Regions from separate parts of the Anser cygnoides genome. Here regions 1 and 2 are each linked to region 3. Evidence: chromatin contacts called from public Hi-C data. All regions are on one chromosome and are shown on one strand. The core of a region is the stretch at or near the end of the contact, and the rest is flanking DNA. Distances in the headings are between cores, read along the strand shown.

The links. A called contact is a pair of places that touch in the nucleus more often than the background predicts.
Region 1: a Hi-C map of liver shows a contact between it and region 3, with 1.6 times the contacts expected there. The contact joins the enhancer-like site here to the promoter of PLPP1 in region 3. A contact is called at or near these places in 2 of 7 Hi-C or Micro-C datasets (granulosa cells and liver).
Region 2: a contact with region 3 is called in a Hi-C map of liver, with 1.8 times the contacts expected there. The contact joins the enhancer-like site here to the promoter of PLPP1 in region 3. A contact is called at or near these places in 3 of 7 Hi-C or Micro-C datasets (all in liver).

What each region holds. Positions count from the first base shown.
Region 1 is chrZ:72,400,364-72,403,561 of Taihu_goose_T2T_genome, reverse strand. It overlaps SLC38A9 (solute carrier family 38 member 9), which reads left to right. Exons shown (of 15, transcript XM_066987986.1): 11 at 887-993. Among named protein-coding and RNA genes, the nearest start is that of SLC38A9, 26 kb to the left of the region's middle. Within about 2 kb of position 1,466, at least 1 of the 3 cell types and tissues checked has open chromatin away from gene starts, as enhancers often do. A contact at or near this core is called in liver, where this site is marked.
Region 2 is chrZ:72,305,714-72,308,671 of Taihu_goose_T2T_genome, reverse strand. The region is part of intron 4 of PLPP1 (phospholipid phosphatase 1); the gene reads left to right. Among named protein-coding and RNA genes, the nearest start is that of PLPP1, 52 kb to the left of the region's middle. Within about 2 kb of position 1,666, at least 2 of the 3 cell types and tissues checked have open chromatin away from gene starts, as enhancers often do. A contact at or near this core is called in liver, where this site is marked.
Region 3 is chrZ:72,357,979-72,361,116 of Taihu_goose_T2T_genome, reverse strand. PLPP1 (phospholipid phosphatase 1) reads left to right here and starts at 1,678. Exons shown (of 6, transcript XM_048049400.2): 1 at 1,678-1,915. The coding sequence starts at 1,858.

The DNA of each region.
Region 1 (3,198 bases), core at 217-2,716, 43 kb before region 3:
GAAGTGTTTGCATGGAGCTCTGTGTGATTTGATCTATAAGGGTTAGTGAGCCTCTGATGAGTGTTTTGCTATATTATTGGTGTTTTCCAAAAGCTTAGCTAGCTCAGGGATCTCCATTTGTTGTAATACTCTAAAATGTACATATATCCTTGTATAATATCAACAAAAATGGTGCTTTAATAATGTTATGGCATTGGTAAATTCTTAGACCAGTTGCAGCACTTCCAGAAAAAACTCTAGAGAATGTTAACATTCAAGTATGGAAAGAAGCAGAACAATGCTCCAGGGAGACGAAAAAGAGAAAAAAATAGGCACCATAGCTGCTGTAAAAGGGTATGGTAAGACAAGAAGTCACTCTACCTTTCTTTGTGCCATCTTTTGGAAGAAGCAAAGAAGCACATCCTAAACATCTGCAGATGTCAGTTTTCCTCTGATAGCATAACTGATTTGCTGTTCATGGCCATTCTAAAAACAGAGGATGCTCACAGAACATATGATTGCTTCCTATCTCCCTTTTCGGGGACCAATATATATACAGCTTCAGTTAAACCAATTCCCGCCTCAGAAATGCTTTGGAGTTACACTGTTGAGAAGAAAAAAGCTTATGTGTGTAAGTCCTAGATTACCTGATGAACTTTGATGGTTGAGAAACTTTTTGATATGTGAGAAACGTTCCTGGAGAGTATGTTATATAGTAGCCACTGTCTTCATGCGTTTTGTAATAATTAAATATTGTGTTGCCTATGTTCAAAGACAGATTTTCCCATTTCAACTTGACTGTTCATGTTTTTGCCAGTAGACTCCACAGCATTAGATGTCCTCTGAATTTTGGCATTGTTTGTTTCACGGAAGCAAGTTATTAACACTTTTTTCTCCTCCCCTTTAGAGTTTAGAATTCTCTTCCCCCAGCTTACAGGAGTTCTGACACTTGCCTTCTTCATCCACAATTGTGTCATCACTCTTCTTCAAAACAACAAGAATCAAGAAAACAATGTAAGTAATTTCACAAGACTTTGCTGATTTGTATATAGGTTGCCAGGTGACACTAATTTTTTCCTGTCTGCTTCTCTTGAAATTGATTCAGGGACTGTAATAGTTTCAGAAAATGTAAATCATTCTTCTGATCTGATAAGAAACCAGCTATACACACGTTTCACTGGCTACTAATGAGTTACACATGCATTATGAATGTATTCAAATTAAAGCCATAAGGAGAATCCCAGGTTTATTTGTGGTCATTTTGGCATTAAATGGACAAATTACACATAAGAGGCAGAAAGACTGACAAAGTTGCTGTAGGAAAAGTGATCGATTTTAAAACAAAAAATAGAGGAGAATCTTGAGCACAGAACTGATTCTGGTGGAATACTGAAAAATAATGTTGAGTTCTAGGTAACATCTTTTCTGAGAGCTGCTGTAGTAGGTTTGTGTAAAAACTCAAGGTTTGTAGAGAAACTTGAACTTGTTTAGGTAATCCCCAAAGTTGGAAACCTGGGTTGGGAACTTCTGCAAATACCTAGTCTTTGCACTGATCCTTCACCCCTTTAAAATGTTACGTACTGCTCATCCAGGTGAAACTGCATTCTTAGTATCTTCCCATCTTAAAAATACAAAACGGAGTAAGCATGATACAGAGTTTGAGTACCTCTCTGCTGTAATTGCTTTGATTTTTTTTCCTCCAGTACTTTCCAGGATTCTTGTCCAGCTTCATTAAAATCTTAGTTGGAAAGGTAACTACAATAACATAAAAAGATTTTTAAGTGTTAGCTGGGCCAAAGACTGGTTCATCTGTTTTGATTACTCAGAGGCAAAGTTCAGATTATGTGCCAATGCAGTGAGGTGACTGTCCCTGTGAAACAAGGTCAGCTGATGGTGATGCCCCTCCAAAAAGGAGTAAGGAATTCTCCTCTAGGAAGGCTTCTTGTGTTTTGCACACAATTCTGAAAGTAGTTTAACAACTAAAGAGTGGGTTAGCAGTACTCCGGAGAAAGAAAACTAAGCAAATTCTTCTCGGTGAGTTTTCCTGATAAAATATTACAATATGGAAGAAGGAAATATGTTTTTTCTTAGCTGTGGTTTTCACATTTTAAAGGCACTGTCACTTCTGCAGTTAGTTTTTTATGCAGAGCAGGACTACTGCCTCTGTGCCACTTTCAAGACTTTTTCTTGTGGCCCTACCCCCTCCATTTATATTGAAGGAAGCAATAAGAGCTGCAGAGAGTAGTATCTGCAATCTCCTCCGGTTTGTGCTTCCTGTGTTAAGGAAGAAACGCTGCCTGCATTTGAATCAGCTTTTCTAAACGCCCTCCCTGGGGTTTAAGTTGGATTTCGAGGTCAGCCCTAGCATGGATTCCCAGCCCTCAACAAGACTGTTGCACTGCAAAAGAGCGTTCAAATTGCACAGAAGGAACACCCTTTAGTATAGCAGGAAAGCTTTGCAATGAGAGCTAAATCTGTACACAGATTTTCTGGGAGTTTTATTTGGCTAGAGATGTCTTGGCATGTTTCTTGCTGTTTGTAGTTGTACAGGAGCTTTTCACCTATGCAAAGTGCTTTGCAAATGTTAATGAATCACTGATGTTCCTGAAGAGCTGTTTTGTGATTATTTCACTGATCTGCTGGACTAAGTGGGAAGTTTACATATGTATTTGGCTCTCAGCCTCTGTGATTGGTCACAGATAGAGGGTACTTCTTCCTACGCATTTACATCAACAAGATGTTTTCTTACATCAGTGTCTCATGGAGATCGGATGGAGACTCTGCTGCTTAATGGATCAACACGCTAACATGTCACTTCCACCAGAGTTCTGTGAGAAGGCACAGAACTTGACAATCTGGGAAAGTACAACTTGCTGAAACCAGTGGTCATAAGAACCACTCTTTGGTGAGGTGGAAAAAAAAAAAGTAAGAAACACAATAACATTCCTTTTATGTCGTCAGAAATCCAAAACAATTGCAGCTTCCATTCTGGTAAGAGGTATGCATAACTGCCCAAAGTTTAAAACACACATGGGGGAGGATTCCTCTGGCTGCTATTCCCATACAGTGGTGGGTGTGAGAGGAGCAGTGCACTGGAGTAAACCAAATGTCAGCAGCAGGGCCTGGAGAAGCCCTTTGAGCACGGTTTTTCATCTGCAGCTCAGTGTCGAGCTGTCCTGCTGGCCACGTAATGTTCTCCCTGCTCCTGTCTCCCACTCT
Region 2 (2,958 bases), core at 417-2,916, 52 kb after region 3:
GAGCGAGGAGAAGGATGTATTCATTCTGTTTCATAAAACCTTTATCTAACAAGTTCTAACAGAATGATAATACAGAAATGTGGGTTTTGTGTAACTTCAGGAAATGTTAAATAGCTCTATAATCTGCCTGTTTAAATAGCATATATCACCTCTAGCTTTCTTATGTTAGAGATCACTGCTGCATTTTTAACTGGATATTATGATGCCATGTCCATAACAACAATCTGTGGTGGACCAGTTTCTGGCCTCGGTTTTCAGCCCACTTCTAGGATAGACTTCTGTTTTCTTCTATATTTTTGTCAGCATAAGGAATGGATGAAACCATATTGAAATCCATTTTCAGAGTGTCACCCAGGAAGCTGTGGTAGAGAATGTGTTTAAGGGTCAATTTGGCAGAGCTAGAGGGGTCAGTTTGGGTCTCGTTGGAACTGTTATCTCTGCGATGCTGCTGCCAGCAGCCCCTTCTTGTGGGAAATGTAGAGAGTTTGAGCAGCAGCCGTATCTGGGAACCTAGTGACCTAATAACAGATGCTGGATCCCAAAGAGCTATCACCATCCCCTCCCCTTGCTGCTCCTCCCTTACATTACACAGCTGACGTGTTCTCTCCTGTGTCAGCAAAACCATTCCATCTTGGCCTGGAGAACAGGAGGATGAGCATATCTGAACACCTCTTCTATCAACGTCCTCGCTTCCAAACTGTCCCTCCTGCCTTGGAAGGAGATGCTGCAGATGAAGACAATTGGACTGAGTTTTTAAAAAAACTCTTTACAATAGCTTTCAGACAGCAGCTATAAATTGTTGAACATGCACCCTCTGTCTTCAGTGGCTGGAGTGACCCCGCTGCACGCAGGGCAGCTGTCAGAAATGGGCGCAGCTCAGTGATCGAATTGCTGTAACGGAGCTGGGCTTGGCTGCGGGTGGCCTGGGCACGTCGCTGGCTGCCCCCAACCCGGGGACGAGGAGCCGTGCTGCAGAGACCCAGCTGAGCTGCTGTGCTATTCCTGGGAGGGCAGTGTGTTTGTGTTGCCCAGGGTGGAGGCGGTGAGGAATCTCTGCAAAATGTAACTTGAGTTGCTTGTGAGCTCTCCCACAGCTCGTTGGGAAAGAACATCTTGTGTGCCCAAGGAAATAGGAAATTGTAGAAGAGCTGGAGAGCGGCTGGTATTTCAGTGACCCGGGCTCACAGCCCGATCCTTTAGCAGAGAGAGGACGTGCTAAACGAAAACGAAAGCCGGGTTTAGGCTTTTTTTTTGTACTTAGGCTACTAAATGCACCAGTCAAACTTTGGACTTGAAATCTTGTTTGTGTTGGGATTGGAGGTTGAATGAAACAATACGCAAACAAGGGCCTAGGAGCCTTTGACACAGTATTTTAGGTATGTCTATTTGCACAGCAGTGTTTCTTCACTTTCCCGAATGCTGCTGAACAGAGCTATGAATGTCCCTAATATGTTCCTGCCCACATGAAAGCTGAACACTACCCAGTCTTCAGAAACTAATGGAGAGGCATTTCCTACTGAAAGCATTTTGGCTGCTGCTTTGGGCAGAACCAAGCATGCTGCTCAAAGCAGAGATGAAAAATAAAGGACAACTGTTCATGCTGTGAAGCTCAAGTATGAAGGCACTCGTGCTTCTAAACTCGTATGCCCTCCCAGTGCACGTTTAATATCAGTATTTAGGCTTTTTTGTAGTAAGTGAATGAAGCCGAATGTCTTCTCCACAGTGTGCTTTGGAAATTGTAGCTGTTGGTAGTGCTGAGGCTGCTGTGAAGTGGGTCCTGTGGGACAGAGATAAGAGCATTACCTTATGGTGCTCACCTTCCATTGAGGCTTCCATAACTTGGTAGATAAAACAGAAAAATATTTGATTTCGCTTGTTAGAAAAGGGCCTAGTGCTAGTATGTACAGTAGAATAAAAAGTTACTGTTTACCCTGCTTTATGGTAAAAATTATGTCAGTAAACAATTATTTCTGCAATGTACAGCCAAGCTGGGGCTGGAGGATTACTATTACTGAAGCTATTACTTATCTACTGGGAAGTATCTATAAAGTAGATTGACTGTACTCTGAATTGAGTTTGGCTTTTGAACTAGTAAATGACAGGATGTTTCCCCACTGCACGGGAGGGAGCTCTCAGTATCAAATGCCTTTTGATGGCAGCATGCAGCTGTCTTAGACCAGGTTAGTACATGCGTTGCCTTTTCTACCCAGTCTGGCCAAGTTTATTTCCTTAATTCATCCGTCCAATGGATCAGCCCTCTGACCAGCTCACTGTGCTCTAAACATCAGAGCTAGCACAGGGGTGCCAGCATGGAAAACAGGGTTAAAGTGTAAGAGGGGTGGACCCTTGAAGTATGCGCAGATCTATGTCCTTTTCCTTCTCTGGAAGGGGAGAAATAATTCTGAGTCGTTCTTTCACCTTCATTTTCTTCACACTCAAAATAAAATGGTGGAGCAGATAAACCAGAGGTCATAAATGTGTGTTTTTAAGAAAATGAGTTCTTACTAAAAAGGCAAAATAAACATTTAAGTCTTTCACAGTTTTGTTTTTGTTTTAAAGCAAAAAAAACCAAAAACCCCAACTCACAAATGATCCATGAATTCTGCTACGTCTCTCTGGTGCTGTTAATAATAAAAACTTTGTTTACATTGTCTACTGTTTAAAATTACATGAGATAGGCGCTATCCGTATTAATACCAAGCTTTACATCAAACAGCCTGCAGTTTGACTTCTGGTTTGCAGGCAGTGTCTTGTTGGTTGGTGCTTGGGGCTCTGTGTTTATGTTCAGTGCTCTGGGTGCAAAGGGAGCTGTGGCACTTGCATGTAATGCTCTTACATAATCGCACGCCCGCCTGTGTGGCAGTTGTGCTGTTTCTCAGCACATCTTGTTTCTGTTGGGACACTTTTGTGCTGAGAATTGCAATTTTTACTCAGTTTCCTGGATTTCTTATACTGCTC
Region 3 (3,138 bases), core at 429-2,928:
TGGTGTTTAGCCTGAGCAAGATGAAGGTGATGCTTTGAGTTGAAGGAAGCAATTACGGCAATTGTGCACGGAATGTTTGCATTGTTTTGTCTATTTTTCCCCCTTTTCCTAACCGTCTTGCAACTGTTGGAAACTTATCTATGGATTTCAGGAACAGCGGAACTTGTGAACAATACCCCTTCTTTGCGAGGAGAGGAGCAGATTGCATGCTTCCCTTCAGAAACAGTTCTCATAAAGATAAAACAGGGTTTTGCCGGTGCCACATTGTGCTACAGCTTATTCTATTAATTCCTGTATTATAAGAGAACACTGGGCTTTCTACCTCCATGAGACCGTCCAGGAACACTTGCACAGGAGAATGATTTCTGCAAATAACAGTACAGTCGCATAAATCAAGGGTGGCCTTAATTTCTAGAGCTGCACATTTCGGTTTGTAGATGGCTCCCTTCTTGGATGTTGAGGTGAAATCAGGAAGTCCCTTATAGTCTGCTAATTAGAAGCTCTTTATATAGAGATGCTCTATAGGGAACTACTTATGTAACTTATTTGGAGAGCTTGCTTGAACTGAAGATACAGCACATTTAACAAGACGTTTCCATCCCAAGAGCTTGTTTCCCTTGTGGATCCACCAAACCTGTTATTCAGCCTTTAGGATGTAACACAAAGCGGACCCGTTGACAGCATTAGAGGGTGGAATAGGTGAGAAAGTGCAGAAAAAGGAGCTGCACAAAGCCTGGTGCTTGGAGCATGGGGCGTGCCGTCCACCCCACCTGCAATTCCCAAAACAAAGCAGAACCGTGCCTGGTGGCACGACTGGTGAGTTTGTGCCCGAGAGTGGTAACAACGCTGACAGAAACAGCGTGCGTTTTGCAGCAAGTCCTACCAGGGGTGGCTGAGGGAACTGGGGTTGTTTAGTCTGGAGAAGAGGAGGCTCAGGGGAGACCTCATTGATCTCTACAGCTGCCTGAAAGGAAGGTGTGGGGAGCTGGGGGTTGGCCTCTTCTTGCAGCTAAGTGATAGGACTAGAGGGAATGGCCTCAAGTTGCGCCAGGGGAGGTTCAGGTTGGAAATGAGGAGACATTTCTTCTCAGAAAGAGCAGTCAGGCATTGGAACGGGTTGCCCAGGGAGGTTGGTGGAGTCACCGTCCCTGGGGGTGTTCAAAGAAAGGTTGGACGTGGTGCTTAGGGACGTGGTTTAGTGGGTGATATTGGTGGTAGGGGGATGGTTGGACCAGGTGATCTTGGGAGATCTTCTCCAACCTGAATGATGCTATGATTCTAAAATAAAAACGTGTGTATTCAAGCTTTTTTAATTTTCCATACTGCTCACGGCATTTCCTGTCAGAAAACGACTTTTAATGGGGAGGGGCTCGGGGCCCGAGGTCCAGCTCTCCACTCCCAGGCGGCGGCGGCCTTCCCCTTCTCTCTCCTTTCCCCTTCCCTTCCCTTCTCCTTCCCGGGATCCCAACCCCGGACCCGTCCCGTGGCGGCGCTGCCCGTCACGCTGAGGGAGGCGGGCTGCCGGCGTCGCCATGCGGGGTGGGGCCTCCCGGCGGCGGGCGGGGGCCGGGCCTCTCCTTCCCTCCCTCTCCCCGTCCGTCCGTCTGCCCGTGCGTGCCGTTCGTCCGTCCCCCTGCCCGCCTCCCTCCCTCCCTCCCTTAAAGCCGGCGCGGCCGTGTCAGTAGCGCAGTGCGGGAGGGAGGTGGCTGCCGGCGGGGGGCGGGCGCCATTTGCTCGGGCGCGGTGAGGCGCTGCTGCCGCCCGCCCGCCTCCGCTGCGCTCCCGCCCCTCGGGCCCGGGCTGTCACCGCGTGAGGAGGAGCCGGAGCCGCCGGTGCTGCCGCGGGGCGCCGCCAGCATGTTTGACAGGACGCGGCTGCCCTTCGTGGCGCTGGACGTGGTCTGCGTGGTGCTGGGTAGGTCGGCGGGCGGGGAGCCGCGGGGAGACCCGGGCCTGGCCGCGGAGGAGGGGGGCGAGGGCTCGCCGTGCCCCCCTACCCCCCTCCCTGCTGCCTCCCCTCACGGCTCCGCGCCCCCCGCATGCACGGCCCCCGGAGCGGGGCTGCCCTTACAGCCCGCCTCCCCCTGCCTGCCTCTCGCCTCTGCCTGCGGTCGCTTCGCCTCCTCGCTCTTCCTCCTCCTCCTCCTCACTCCTCCTCCTCACTTCACCGCCACCCGCGGTCCCCGCTGCCCGGCGGGGAGGGGGCTGCAGCCCCTCAGAGAGACCCCGCTGCCCTCTCCCCGGCTGCTAGGCTAGGTGCTGTGCCCGGGGGACCCCTCATCCTGCCAGGTGTCACGGCGGGTGCTGCAGCACCCGGGCTGTGCCTCTCCCTGCCTCTGGGCTGCAGGTGCTCCCCAGCGAGCCGCAGGGCCCCTCGCACCCGCCTCGTCCCGCCTGGAGGCTGTGCCCCACACGGGTGGTGCTCCCCTCAAGCAGCCCGAGGGACAGCACCTGGCTCACGGCTCTCTTTTCTTGTCATCCTTTTTCCATCAGTCCTTCCTAAAACTACAGCCCGTAGCGTGAGCTGTCAGCGTTCCCTTCTGTGCAGTGGCACGGTGTAGGAGTCACGGGGGTAGTTACTGATCAGGCAAGGGGCAGCTTGGCTTTGGGAAGCCAAAACTGCTCTGGACCTCCAAGCGCTGAGAGCCAGGGAAGCATCTTCGGTATCTGTCAGTGTACAGCTTGGGGACTTAGGGAGTGTTACGTGGTCTTGGTTTTTGGCAGCTTTCTTCTTAGTCAAACAAGTGCAGAGGTTCATTGATAAACCTGGGCATGTTCTTGTCATGTCGTGGGCCAGACCTGTTTGAACACCACCCACCAAACATGACATTTGTCTTGGTTGGAGGCATCTCTACTGTCAACATAAACATCTGGGCAGTGTTCTAGCTTGCTTAGGTAGGCTGGTGATAGGTTCTGGATGCTCAAATAGCAGTGCTGCATACCTGCAACTAAGTGGCATTCAGTAACAAAACCCATGGTTGACAGACTTTTTTTTTTCCCTCGTGTTGCTTGCTTCGTACTGGTAGGGGAAACATTGCAGCCAGTGCGTCATACGAAGCATCTTGACACCTGCAATGCACTGAGTTACAGGCTTCAATGGAACTTGAGTTGAGACAAAATACAGAAACATAGGAATGG